2 separate regions of the Ovis aries genome follow, and region 2 is linked to region 1. Evidence: chromatin contacts called from public Hi-C data. All regions are on one chromosome and are shown on one strand. Each heading gives the region's core, a stretch centred on a gene start, on an enhancer-like site or on the middle of the called end of the contact. The rest is flanking DNA. Distances are from core to core; before and after follow the strand shown. Region 1 overlaps GMDS (GDP-mannose 4,6-dehydratase). Region 2 holds the start of FOXC1 (forkhead box C1).

Region 1 (6,608 bases), core at 1,397-3,896:
TATGAGAAAGTACTCCATGAAAGCTCTCCTCCCCCTATTCAGACAGATTGTCCTGTTTTGCTAGCCCGAGTTGGTATTGTAATTTTGATAACAGTTAATAATGCTTGGATTTTTTCTGGTGATTGGGGGACCACACAAAGGTATGTTTGTTGAGTTTGGCTCTCTTAATTCACTCATAAGTGACTTGCTAAATTAAATCCAAAGTATTATTTTATCTTTGCACAGTTAAGCCAAAATTAGTTCAGATAACTAACTGCACATCTTTATCGTAATACTGATTTCTAGATGGATCTGTGCACACAAGCAGTAAAAAGGAAGTAAGTCAGTGAAGGTGCTGTGAGTGAAACACTTTGTTTTAGACGTCTGACGACGAATGAAGAATTTTCTCTGGATTCTCGATTAGATTGGAGTACGTAATTTGCATAAACTAAGATGTGCACAAAAATAATGCCTTATTTAATCCCATAGATATGGTATCTGGATCTGTGTTTAGTAAATGTGCAGGTAAGAGGTACACGTAAATAATACCTGTGTTTGGTGGTGGGTTAGTTGATAAGTTGTGTCCAACTCTTGAGACCCCAAGGACTGTAGCCCACCAGTCTCCTCTGTCCATGGGATTCTCCAAGCGAGAATACTGGAATGGGTTGCCATGTCCTCCTCCAAGGGATCTTCCTGACTCAGGGATCAAACCCAGTTCTCCTACATTGCAGGCAGATTCTTTACTAATTGAGCCACCAGTAAATTTATGTTTAATACCATAGATCCTGGAAATTGTAAGAATTTAAACTTAACTTTCCTTTGAAGCACAAAATAGAGTTTGGTGTCTGTCAAACAAGATTTCTACTTTATCCTTTTAGTACAAATAGAATTTAATACAAATTCTCTTTGTTAAAGTTGGATCCTTGAAGTTGAAGTTGGTATGTATAGTAAGATAAAGTGAAATCTTTTCTACTTCAAAGAAATTTAACGTGTGATATCTTTTCAACGTATTTCTTTTGTAAATCATTAATTGTATGCTTTACCAGTGCAAGTAATAAATTGTATCGAGACTTACTTAATTTAGATTTCCCCTTTATCAGTAGGTTTCATCATTTTATCCTTCTTCTCACATTCACATGAAGTGTATGTTGTTTAGGAATGTCAATTAAAAAATCATTCATGATGAGTTTAAATGTGCTCTATTTACAAAGAAATACACGTATAGGCTTGGTTTGGCTTGCTAACCTATGTTTAGCTAGAAATCACTTTGATGGTTCTTAGGGAAAGTTGATTTCAATGATGAGCTCAACTGGTATGCAGTCTGAATCCTCCAGGCCAGGGTACTGGAGTGGTCAACCGTTCCCCTCTCCAGGGGCTCTTCCTGACCCAGGGATCCCACCCAGGTCACCTGCATTGCAGGTGGATTCTTTACCATCTAGCCACCAGGGAGCCCAAGAGCACTGGAGTGGGTAGCCTGTCCCTTCTCCAGGGGATCTTCCGGACCCGGGAATCCACCTGGGGTCACCTGCGCTGCAGGCGAGTTCTTCACCAGCTGAGCCACCAGGGAGCCCTGTGCTCGGTCAGCGTGTTGGTGATTAAGGGGGGCGCTTGCTGGACGACGTGTTTGCTGACAGCAGTTGTGCAGCCGCCGTGAATGGAAGGTCACTGTGGGGGCGGCCAGGGTGCGCTGCTGGTGGTGTTGGCTGAATCAGGGCTCACCTTCTCTCCGAGTCTCCTTTCCCTCCCTCCCCTGTGCATTTCACTGGCGCCAGTTGTTGTATCAGTAAAAAGTCTTTCAGAAACCAGTAGTGTTGACAAGCTAAACCTCTGAGGCTTGTTCTCTAGGACTATTGACAGCCTCGCTAGTCCTGATCAGAAACACCAGTGTCTGCCTTTACTGAGTAGATTAATTATTGTTTAAAAGCTCAGTAGAGGAAAGGTTTTGTGTGTTTTTTTGTTTGTTTTGCTTGAGGATCTTGAATGACTCACCCTGGAGTGGTTTTCTTGTTTGTTTGCTTTTTTGATGTTGACATCTACTGGGACACTTCAGAGCCTGTGTAGTCCACACCTTCGGAAAGGCTGAGGGCTGTCTAGGGTTCTGACGTGCTTCTCTGCCTTCCCTAGAGAGAAAGCATTTCGGCGTTTGATGATGGCTAGGTGATTACATCTGTGCTGTTGCTAGTTGAAATAATGTGAGTAGATGCTTTTAAAATCTGGTTTCTTTACATTTCCTTTATATTAAATATGAATATTACAAAAGTGACCATATCATTTGGCAGTTTTGCAAAATTATTTTTATTGCAATTGTTTGTGACTTAAAGCTTCAACTTCCTGTCACCTCTTCTTTTTCTGTCATGATGCTGTGGAAGTGGCCATTTTTGCTAAAATTTGTCAACAGCAGTAATGGAAAAGACTGTGGTTTTGGTTTATGTTAAATAACGCATTTTAGTCCTCTTCTAGTTTAAGAAGGTTGCTTCACAGAGAAGTAAATAGAGGTTCCTGGGAAGCTGCTACATTTTTTTTGTGGGAAAGCGGATTATTCCTGAAGCTTCCCTTCTCATCTGTCCGGATCAGAAACAGGGTTGTTTCTGGAGCAAGGGGAGCTGAGGGGGTGGGCGGTGCTGTGCCCGTTTCTGCACATAGATGGCGGCAGAGTGTCACAGACTGCGGAAGTCAGCCTGGCAGTTAGAACAGACGGGAATGACAGTGAGAACCGGCTTCTATCAGCCCGGGCGCCTGTGTCCTGTAGTTAGACACAAAATAGGAAAGAAAGCCACTGCTGATAACACCAGGGTGTAGGAGGATGCAGAAGGCCGTGAGAAGCTGCAATACACTGGCTGTCTGGACAGATCCCACGTGGGAAGGCTTAATCTTTGAAGGTATGGCACGCAGTCCTGGAAGACGACAGGACTCGGCTAAGACAACAGGCATGTCACGGTCCAGAGCCGGCCGAGGGCTTGGGGTGGCGGGCGGGGACAGCCAAGGAGAGACCAGACCCAGCAGCGCGGCCAGGGACAGCCTGCCGCCTGCTCACTCGAGCCGGTTCCCAGGAGGAAGTGTCAGCCCAGAAATCAGGCAAACAGTCCATGGGAACGTTCACTCAAAGGCAGCGTTTCAGAAACGGGAACTGCAGTCTCTTACGGCTCCGTCCCCTCGCTGGATCTGCTGTTCAGCGAACGAGGACAAATAGATTCCTTCAGAATGCGTCTGCAATCAGCAAGTCATCTAATGTCTTAATTAGCATTCCTCAATAATGACATCATCGCCATAAAAGGTGACACTCATCCTTACAATTAACATGTAATATGTGTCTGCTTCTCCGGGGCCTTTCTGTGGCTGCCCACAAATTTCCAAGGTAGTTTTCAAGTTTCAGATTTGAGTTTGGTTAGAGCACGGCCAGGAAGGTCTGCAGAAGTGAGGCTGTGCTCATTAGAAATGTGAGACGTGGAAACAGGTTGTGAAAGAGCAGTCTGGGGCGCGTCCCGAGCTGCTGAATCAGGCCGGCGGCTTGCTCCTCGTGGGCATCGGAAGGGCTCCTCGGAGCACCGGCGGTCGGCTGTCAGGAAGCCGCCTGCGTGCCTTCCTGTTCTCCCCTCTGCCCCAGGCGCACCAGCCCCCCAGCCTCATCTCCGTGTCACAACACTGATCCCAAAGGTGTGTGTGACCACCCGCTCCGACACCGTGAGCCTGGCAAGTCTCTCTGTGACAGCAACTTATTTCTCACATAATTATTTTTTTAGTAAATTTGATATCTTAACAGCCCCTTCCCTCATTTCTAGGTTCAAAACGCAGCACTTAATATAATTTATTTCTCAGCCTTCACGAAGGCTCACTTGAGCGTAGCTGCTGCACCGGAGACGGCTGTGGCCGACAGGCCAGGCCCACGCTGGGCACCACCACGGCCTCGGAGCTGCTCTAACAAAGCTGCCGCTTGTTACTCGCTAGTGATGAAGGGGTTCTACCCTGTCACACGCCGGTAGGGCAAGAGGATCCACGCTGACACGTGGGCTCTGGTTTTCCGAGTTCAGCAAGCCATTGTGTTAACTCCACTTTGCACAGCTCGGTCTGCGTTATTCTCACTGTTTTCATAGTGTGAGCTCCGTAAATGTAAGAACTAAGAAACATTTGAACTAATCCAGATTTGAGTTTGATCCTAAACATGTAATTATTTTAGAATTTTGTGAGCTTTCAATTTAATTAAATGGAATTTTATAAGATGAAACTTTCACCACCTTACAGTCCTTAACATCAAAGTCTATGTTGTTTGAATTAGTTACAACTGTATATAAATTTCTTTATAAATCATTATCAGTGTATCAAATGCATTAGTTTGAGATTTAGCTAAGAGTGTATACGATTTGTTTTAGATCGACGTGTACTGTTTGCAGACAGCTTTTGGCCAGAATATAATATGATTTGCAGGTGCCTGTACACTTTATTTTACACGTTTGTCCCTCTGCGGCCATCATTAGATTTAAAGCATGTGCTTTTTCTTGGTGGGAGAGTACCTGGCAGATTATTTATGTGACCTTTTTCAAAAAAAAGGACAATATTGCAAACTCCACTTCCTCTGACTACTTGATTTCTAAGAATCGTGTCTAGAGTTGGCAAATCTCACAGAATAACACTGTTTTAAAACTTTTTAAACCTGTATATATTTATTTTTAGGTTAGCATCAGCACATTAGTTTTCCTTGATAAAATAATATGAATATTTTGTGCAAATAATTAAATGTAGAACAATTAAAAATTTCCAGTTTGCTTACAGTTTTTCAGATGGATTTTAGAAAAGATGCTCTCTATAAATAATTTTTGATGCACTTTCAAAATAGAGAAACAGATTTTATATGAGTGATAGAGGTTTTTTAAAATTTTATTGAAATCATAACTAATTATAATTCATAATGGTTTTACATTTGTAAAATGAATCTTACAAAACCTTAGATATTTGAAAGTTTGTACTATAATATAATGATAGCTTTTGTACTGCTTCTCTTGAGTATTTGTTTTTAATTGTGTTATCTTCTGTATAATTAACTAGGTGGCATTTCAGTTGATCAGTAAAATGGAGTACACTGTTTAGGATTATACTGTAAAAATATTTGTTCTTTTAATGCTTAGCTTTTCATTCTGACTATGCCTAAATTGTGCTTTTTAAAAATCTGATATATTTTAAAATATGTAAGCATTTTAAAATTGTTTATATTGATAGACAAGAGAGACTTTAATCCTAAAGCATACTTTCTCACGTAACTATTGTTCTTCGTGAAGTACTCATTATCTGTGGATAATTTAGTAAATTTAAATGCCCAAAGTCCAGTTTTGGCTGCAAATTTATCCTTTTAAAAATTCCTTCTTCTTTTTTACAGGTTGCACCTTATTTTTGGATTGAACGCTTGCGTTCCTAACTGTGTTCTTTGAGGGTTTGATGTGGGGGCTCTTTTCATGTCTCCAGTTTGTTTCTCTGCCTGCTTCCTTCTCTCTCGGTTTCCTCTCAAGGGTTCCACTTCTCCAGTTGAACACCTTTTATTATGATGAGTCTTGCACAGGACCCAGAGACTAATCCATAATACCGTTTGAGAAGTCTCTAAGGTGTAAACTATTAGCTTGCCAGTTTTTTCTCCCGCTTTCTCTTTTGACAGGCTTTGTTGAATTTTCTTTCTGTGTTTTCAAACGTACTCTGCCGTCCTGATTCTGAAAGAGTGTGCACAGATATGTCATTTAGGAAAATGTGCGTTTCAACAACTTGAGCATCATGGTCATGCAGTTTTCTGGTCAGAGGTTTTATTGATGAATTTCAAACCATTAAAATTCATTATTTATAATATAGCATAAATTGCATTTACTGCTTTTAGTAAAAGCATTTCACTAGAATTTTGACACATTTAAAAAGAAAAGAAATCTCAAAGTCAGCTCATATGCTCATGAAATATTTAATAGAAGCACTGCAAGTTAATTTCATATTTTTTCATAATAAAATGGAAGTTTACAAAGCGTTTTGATTCAGCTTACTCCTTGTTTTTCAATTGCTGATGCAGTTGAGTGCTTTCACAGGGATGACAATCACAGTTCTCTGTGTAAGACCACGGCAGCGAAGGGCAGGGGTACAGTGCCCACCTGTGCTTCCGGGCGCTTCCTCGCCCCCACGGCCGCGCGGCCTCCTCCCAGGCGCTGGCGCGGTGCTCACGGGCTGTCTGTCTGCCTGGTGTCTGTCCTGGGACCCGACGCTGTGTGTAGAGCCGTGATTTCTCAGGTTTGCAGATCCTATTGCTGTCACTGTTATTTGCAGTCTCCATCTGTGTTAAACGGAAGACGCGATTGTTGCAGCCATCAGACCGTCATGAAGACTCTGTACTTCATGCAAGTTGTGTGGAGAGTTCAGGCCTTCATCAGGGGACCTTCACAGAATTAGACAGGACAGTTTACTGCATGTGCAGACATGCCCATGAAATAGCGCTGCAGTGAGGGCAGTACTGATTGTCGGGACAATTGAAACAGTAAGAAAACATAGTTAAGCGTAGTTAATGGCTGGAAATTTGTTGTTTATCTCTTAGAAATTTGTGATGAATCTGAACGATAACAGGATTTCACTATATTGAAAATGTATAGATGCATATTTATTTAGCCCAG
Region 2 (6,608 bases), core at 1,296-3,795, 330 kb after region 1:
AAATCTAAACAAAAAGAGACTTACACGTGTAATTTGACCAGAAATAGAGGATGTCTCTACTTTTTTTTTTTTCAGAGATTTAGGAGAATTGGTAATTTCTAGTGTTTTAATCTCTGAAATCTTTTTCTCTTATAAGAATTAAAGGCTGTATTAAAGTATCCAGACATATAGGTCTCATTCAAACTGAATGGTGATTTATTAATAAACAATGAATATGCTCAACAAAAAGAAAGCAAAGATGATAGAATAAGATTAATACAGTTTCCCTTTTCATAATCAAAAAAGCACAATTTAAAGTTTCAGGCAATTTAACGTCAGGTTTTGGAAACACTTTCTGGCGTTTGGTCCACGGACATCCAACTACAAATCAAAAATAAATTACTATGTTGCAATTTACATTTTAAAACAAGTCCAAGAATAATAAGAAAGCCATCTCCACATATGGGGGACTTCCTCCCTCCTTCCAACAGAGGATAAAAATATCTTACAGGTGAGAGGGCAAGGGACGGGGCAGGAGGAGGAGAGGTGTTCTCTGAAAAGAGGAAGAAACTTACGTGTTATCTGGAGAAACACTGCCCTTTAACAAACCATGACTCTGCTGTCTCTGTACAAAACAGTTTTACGGTTCTGTTTGTTTAGATAAAGCAAAGTGGAGGTGGCTCCGAATCCATCTTCTAAGAGAAGAAAGCCTTTCCTTCATGCTGGTGACCTGAAAGTGTGGAGGGCTTCTGTTTGCTAGTTCGGTGGACGTTTTACGGACTGGGTTTTTGGTTTCACTTTTGCGCTGAGGGTCCTTTTGGCTGCTCCTGCTCCGGGGTTCGGGTCGGCTCGGTTCGGTCCGGCTGGGAGGCAGGCGGGGCGGAGGCGGGGGGTCAGAACTTGCTGCAGTCGTAGACGAAGGCCCCGGACGTACGGTACAGGGACTGGCCGGAAGGAAAGGCCATCTGACAGCTGCTGTTCCCGTTTACCGGCGAGTTGTTCAGGCCGATCCGCTGCGACTCAAACATCTCCCGCACCGAGTGGAAGTTCTGCTGCTGGCCCGGGTAGCCCGCGGCCGCCGCCGCCGCCGCGCTGGCCAGGTGGCCCAGGTCCCCGCCCGCCTGGTTCAGGTACCACGAGGCCAGGCGGCCTTGGTGGGCCGCGGGGTGGTGGCCGGCCTCCTGGCCGCCGCCGCCGCCGTGGCCCAGGGACGAGGAGCTGCTGCTGGTGGCCGGGGGCAGGGAGTAGTCGGGCAGAGGGTCTTCCACCGAGGAGCCTCCGGCGCCCGCGGGAGCGCCCTGCACGTGGCCGCCGCGCTCCCCCGCCGCGTACAGGCTCATGGCCTGCAGGTTACAGTGGTAGGTCCCGGGGCCCCCCGCCCCGCCGCCGCCGCCGCCCGCGCCGCCCGCGCCGCCCGCGCCGGGGCTCTGGCTGCAGGGCGAGCCGTACAGCGAGCTCTGGCCTGGCGAGTAGGCGCCGAGCGCCAGCGGAGGCGCGAGGCCCGCGCGCGAGGACGCGGCGGCCGGGGCCAGGAGGCCGGATCCCAGCTCGGCGGCCGCGCCCTGCGGCGACCCCCGCAGCGACGTCATGATGTTGTCCACGCTGAAGCCCTGGCTGTGCGCGGGCGCGGGCGCGGGCGGCGGGCCGGGCTCCGCGCCGTCCAGGCTCAGCGGCCGCGCCGCCGGCAGGCCGCCGGGGGGGCTGCCCCCGCTGGACAGGCTGCTGCTGCTGCTGTCGGGGCTTTCGATTTTGGGCACCGCGGCGGCGCCGCTGCTGCCGCTGCCCAGGGCGGCGGCCGGGGACAGGGGCTGGGGCGGCGAGGGGCACGTACCGTTCTCGGTCTTGATGTCCTGGATGCGCACGGGCGGGGGCTGCGCCCCGGGCGGCGCGCCGTCGGCCTGCTCGGGGGGCGCGGGCGCGGGCTGGCGGCCGGCCGTCGGCGGCGGCGGCGGCGGCGGCGGCGGCGGCGGCGGCGGCTCCTTGAGGTGCAGCCGGTCCTTCTCCTCCTTGTCCTTCACGGCGTCCTTCTTCTTGAAGCGCCGCCGCCGCCGCAGGAAGCTGCCGTTCTCGAACATGTTGTAGGAGTCCGGGTCGAGCGTCCAGTAGCTGCCCTTGCCCGGCTTCTTGTCGTCGCGCGGCACCTTGACGAAGCACTCGTTGAGCGAGAGGTTGTGGCGGATGCTGTTCTGCCAGCCCTGCTTGTTGTCGCGGTAGAAGGGGAAGCGGTCCATGATGAACTGGTAGATGCCGTTCAGGGTGATCTTCTTGTCCGGCGCGTTCTGGATGGCCATGGTGATGAGCGCGATGTAGCTGTAGGGCGGCTTCACCATGTCTTTGGGCTGCGGCTGCGGCGTGTAGGGCCCGTAGGCGCGGGCCATGCCGCCCGGGTACTGCTCGGCGTGCGCCGGGTGCGAGTACACGCTCATGGGGGCCGGCATGGCCGTGTAGCCGCCCCCCGCGGCCGCCGCCGCCGCGCGGTAGTAGCTCTGCTCGCCGCCGAGGTAGGGCACCACTCCCAGGGAGTTGGGGCTGGACACGGAGTAGCGCGCCTGCATGGCCCCCGCTCGCCGCCGCCGCCGCCGCCGCCGCCGCCCCCCGCCCTCTCCGGGCCGGCCGCCCAGTCCGAGTCCGGGCCCGCGGGCCGGTGCCGGGCCGCCGCCGCCGCCTCTGCGCGCGCCCGGCTCCGGGGCGCCTCGGGCCGGCAGAGAGGGCCGGACGAGGACGCGGCCGACGGCCTGGATCGCGCGCCGCGGCTGCCCGGCGGGAGCGGGAGCGCGGAGCCCCGGCTGGAAAGCAAGCCGAAGCCCGGCCCGCCGCGCCGCCTGCGCCTCGCGGAGGCTGAGCCCCAGCCGCCGGCGGGGCGGCCAGAGAGCGGGCGGGGGCAGCGCGCCGGCCCCGGCCCGGGCCGCGTCTGCTTCCTCAGGCTCTCGCGCGCCGGCCGCTCAGGGAAGCATGGGGAAAACGCCTGGACTTTTGCGCATCCGTCACCCAGGCGAGGACTTTTTTACGCAGTTGCATTTTTTCCGGGCCGCGCGGCCCCGCCCCGTCCCGGCGGCGGCGGCCAATGGGAGGCGGGAACGCCTCCGACGGAGCCGGAGGCCGAGCGGGCCGGCCCGCGCCCCGCCGCGGAGGACCGCGGGCTGACCGCACGCGCGCCGGCCCCGCGCCCCTGCCCGCGCCCCTGCCCGCGCCCGCGCCCGCGCCCCTGCCCGCGCCCCTGCCCGCGCCCGAGGGCCCCCCGCGCCCGCCGCCCGCGCCCGCGCCGGGCCCCCTCCCCGCCCCGGGCCCCGCGCCGGACGCCCATTGTTCCCGCGGCGCGGCCGGGCCCTCCGGTCCCGGCGCAGACCCTTCCCCGTCCGCTGCTCCCGGATGTCCCGGCGCCCTGGGGCCCCGACTGTCCCATTCCCGCACCCTCCCCGCCCCTCCTCGCCCACCCGGCGCCCGGGTCTCCCCTCCCCTCCCCCTTCCCTCCCCCTCCCCTCCCCCTCCCCTCCCCCTCCCCTCCCCTCCCCTCCCTCCCCTCCCCTCCCTCCCCTCCCCTCCCCTCCCCTCCCCTCCCCTCCCCTCCCCCTCCCCCCCCCCCTCCCCCCTCCCCCTCCCCTCCCCTCCTCCTCTCCCTCTCCTCCTCCCTCTCCTCTCCCTCCTCCTCCCTCCTCCCCTCCCCTCCTCTCCCTCCCCCCCTCCCCTCCCCTCCCCTCCCCTCCTCCCTCCCCTCCCCTCCCTCCCCTCCTCTCCCTATTCTCCCCTATTCTCCCTCCCCCTATTCTCCCTCTCCCCTATTCTCCCCTCCCTATTCTCCCTCCCCTCTCCTATTCTCCCCTCCCCTCCCCTCTTCTCCCTTCCTCTCTCCTGCTCTCCCCTCCCCTATTCTCCCCTCCCCTATTCTCCCCTCCCCTATTCTCCCCTCCCCTCCCCTCCCCTATTCTCCCCTCCCTATTCTCCCCTCCCCTCCCCTATTCTCCCCTCCCTATTCTCCCCCCCTATTCTCCCCTCCCCTCCCCTATTCTCCCCTCCCCTCCCCTATTCTCCCCTCCCCTCTTCTCCACTCCTGGCCACCAGTCTCCCTCCTTCCCAGAAGTCCCCAGTCCCCCCCACCTGGAAGTTCTCCAGTCCAGAGCAGGGTTACAAAAAGGCACAGTTCCGAGTCCGAAAGCAGGGCCAGCGGGAACTGTGCTGCTCCCGAGACCCCTCCCCAGTAGAAACAAGGGAGGGGGACATGGGGCCTTGCCAAGAGCTTGGGGCCGCGTTGGCGATGGGGGTCTGCAGAGCGCTCTCCTGGAGCCTGGGCGTCCCTGGACTCCTCTAGGGGTTCTCGGACAGGGCCTCCTAAAGGAGGATGCGGGCTGCGAACTCAGTGATGAGAGCGGGTGACGGGTAAAGACGGCCACCTCCCTCCCCGCCCCGCGTGGCTGCCGCTTGCAGAGCCAAAGGGTTGATGGGGGATGGGGGTGGGGGCGTTCAGAATCGCACCTGCAGGGCCTTCTGAGGGTCCGGGGGACCCTAGACTTGCCGCTTCTGGGGTCTGGGATGGAGGGCAGGAAGGAGCCGGCCTCTGGGCCTGCGGGGCTTTTTGCACTTCGGCCAACATGGAGCGGCCCTCCGGGCCCTCTCCTGAGGAACTGCGCGCCTCGGGGGCTCTGAAGAGCCGCCGGGCGCCCCTCACGCCTCCACCCCGGTTCGGACCGTCTGGAACTGCGAGGACGTGTAGGGAGCCCTTGGGCTTCCCGGCTCCAGTCTGGCTTCCTCCGCAGCCCCAGCCACAGCTGCGCTGAGTGTCAGGGCGCCGGCCTGTGCGGTGTTAAACTGTTGGGTTTCCGAGTGGACCCTGACGTGGAGAATCTGCGGTATCTGCTCCTCCCGAGCAGGCGGTACCTCCCCGAAGCCCGGCTCCCGGCGCCGCGCGGCCTGCAGAGCGCCTGGGCCGCTCCGGCCTGCTTCCCGGGCACCCACCAGGCCGCGTCTCCGCCGCCGCGAAACCCTGAGTTACGGGCAGAGGCTCGGTGCTCCTGAACACCCGGTGTGGAGGGAGGAGCAGCGAACAGTGCGTTGGTGTCCAGCACCCGCCCGCATCTCGCCGGAATCCGCTGCCTTGACCGAGGCCTTGTAGGCGCCCCGGCTTCGGAGCAGCCTAGAGGCCGAGGAAGTCAGCGGTCGCTCCGAATGCCTCGGCCTCTGGCGACTTCGGCCTTTAAACTGCGTTTCCACGGCTCTCGGCGCGCGGGCATCAACGCGGCCAAGGAGACTCGCCGGTTTCCCGGCGCGGGGGCTCGCGGCTCGCGCGGGAGACGTGGTGCGCGCTGCCCGGCCCGCGCGGCCTCTCTGCTCCTGGCTCCGAGGCCCGAGAGGTGGAAAGAGCTCCTTACGTAAACTGCAAATCCGACAGCCAGCCTTGCTGGGCCGCTTTGGGGATGAAAGTGGCCGTTGTGAAATGAGTTTCTGGCGCGCGGGGGGAAAAGGAGGGTGCAGTTTACGAAGATCAACTTTCCCCTGGTCGCGCTCTGGATATTCGCCAGGAAAAGATATTTGCGTTTGTGTTTTATAAGCTTCCTCGGAAGCAAACCTCCACTAAACGGCTTGATTGTATTTCAAGTACTTGACTTCTGTTATTATTGTCGGTGGTGGTGGTATGTGGACACGAAGGCGCAGAAATGAAGTCTTCAGGGAATGGGGTGAGGTTTTTAATTTCGGTTAGGGTTTCTGATGCCCCTTGCATATAGTTCAGTCACTGTCCCCACGACCTTAACTGGCAGAAATGCCTTCGCAGGAAACCTTCGCTGTTTTTCTGACACCTCGCGGCTGCGACCTGAAGGTCCGAGGGCGACAGCGATCGGTAATGGATGTGTTTCCTCAGATGGTCGCTGACCTTCCTGGCCCCATCCATTCCCTGACCCGCCGGCGGGGAGGGTGGGGGCGTCACAATTCCTGGGCCCTTCGATGGGGTCTTAGCTCTGAGGAGGGGTGTCACAGCCTTCCCCCAAACAGGATTCCCGAGCCCTCCGCTGGAAGAGCGTGAGGAAGGGAGAGGGGCGGGCCCTGCAGGAAATGCCCAACTGGGACCCGGTGACACCGCAGGAAGAGGGGGAGGGGTGACCCCCGCCGGGCACCGGGAACTGGGGGGGGTAGCTTCTTTTCATATCGTGATAAAGGGAATAGGGATCCGGGAGGGGGCAGGGATCCTCGGCCCAGAAAAGAATTCCCAAGGGGCTGTGAGTTCAGCCCAAGTTCCTGGCATTGTCCTCCAGAGACCCCCTTGGGAACTTTCCAGCGCCGCCCCTGCCCCCCCCAGCCCTGGACAGTGATCCTCCCCAGACACAAGCAGGCCCCTCCACCCAGTGTCCAGCGGATCCGGCTGGCTCAGCGGGTGCGGGTCGGGGCTGGTCTGAGGAGTGTTACGGGGGGGGGGCGTCTAGAAAAGCTGGCTGTCCCTCTAGACGGGCAGTCGGCCTGGGATGGGGGCCCGCTGCACACGGGGGCAGGGCTTTCTGCAGGGCTGCAGCTCTCCCACCTTCCCCCCTTTTGCTGCCGGGAGACAAGCGTGGAGTACGGAGCACTTCATGGACGGTGGGACCCGAAGTCGCCCCGCTAGACTGAAGTCACAAGGAATGGTAGCCACGTCCGTTTCGGGGCGT

The links. Hi-C and Micro-C count contacts between places; a contact is called where the count stands out from the background.
Region 2: a contact with region 1 is called in a Hi-C map of tail adipose tissue, with 5 times the contacts expected there. The contact joins the promoter of FOXC1 here to the enhancer-like site in region 1. A contact is called at or near these places in 10 of 16 Hi-C or Micro-C datasets (blood, hypothalamus, liver and 5 more).

What each region holds. Positions count from the first base shown.
Region 1 is chr20:50,361,170-50,367,777 of ARS-UI_Ramb_v3.0, forward strand. All of the region lies in intron 4 of GMDS (GDP-mannose 4,6-dehydratase), which reads left to right. Among named protein-coding and RNA genes, the nearest start is that of GMDS, 100 kb to the left of the region's middle. Within about 2 kb of position 2,647, at least 15 of the 54 cell types and tissues checked have an H3K27ac peak or open chromatin away from gene starts, as enhancers often do. A contact at or near this core is called in liver and tail adipose tissue, where this site is marked.
Region 2 is chr20:50,690,515-50,697,122 of ARS-UI_Ramb_v3.0, forward strand. It overlaps FOXC1 (forkhead box C1), which reads right to left and starts at 2,546. Exons shown (of 1, transcript XM_027958725.2): 1 at 1-2,546. The coding sequence starts at 2,534. The coding sequence ends at 873.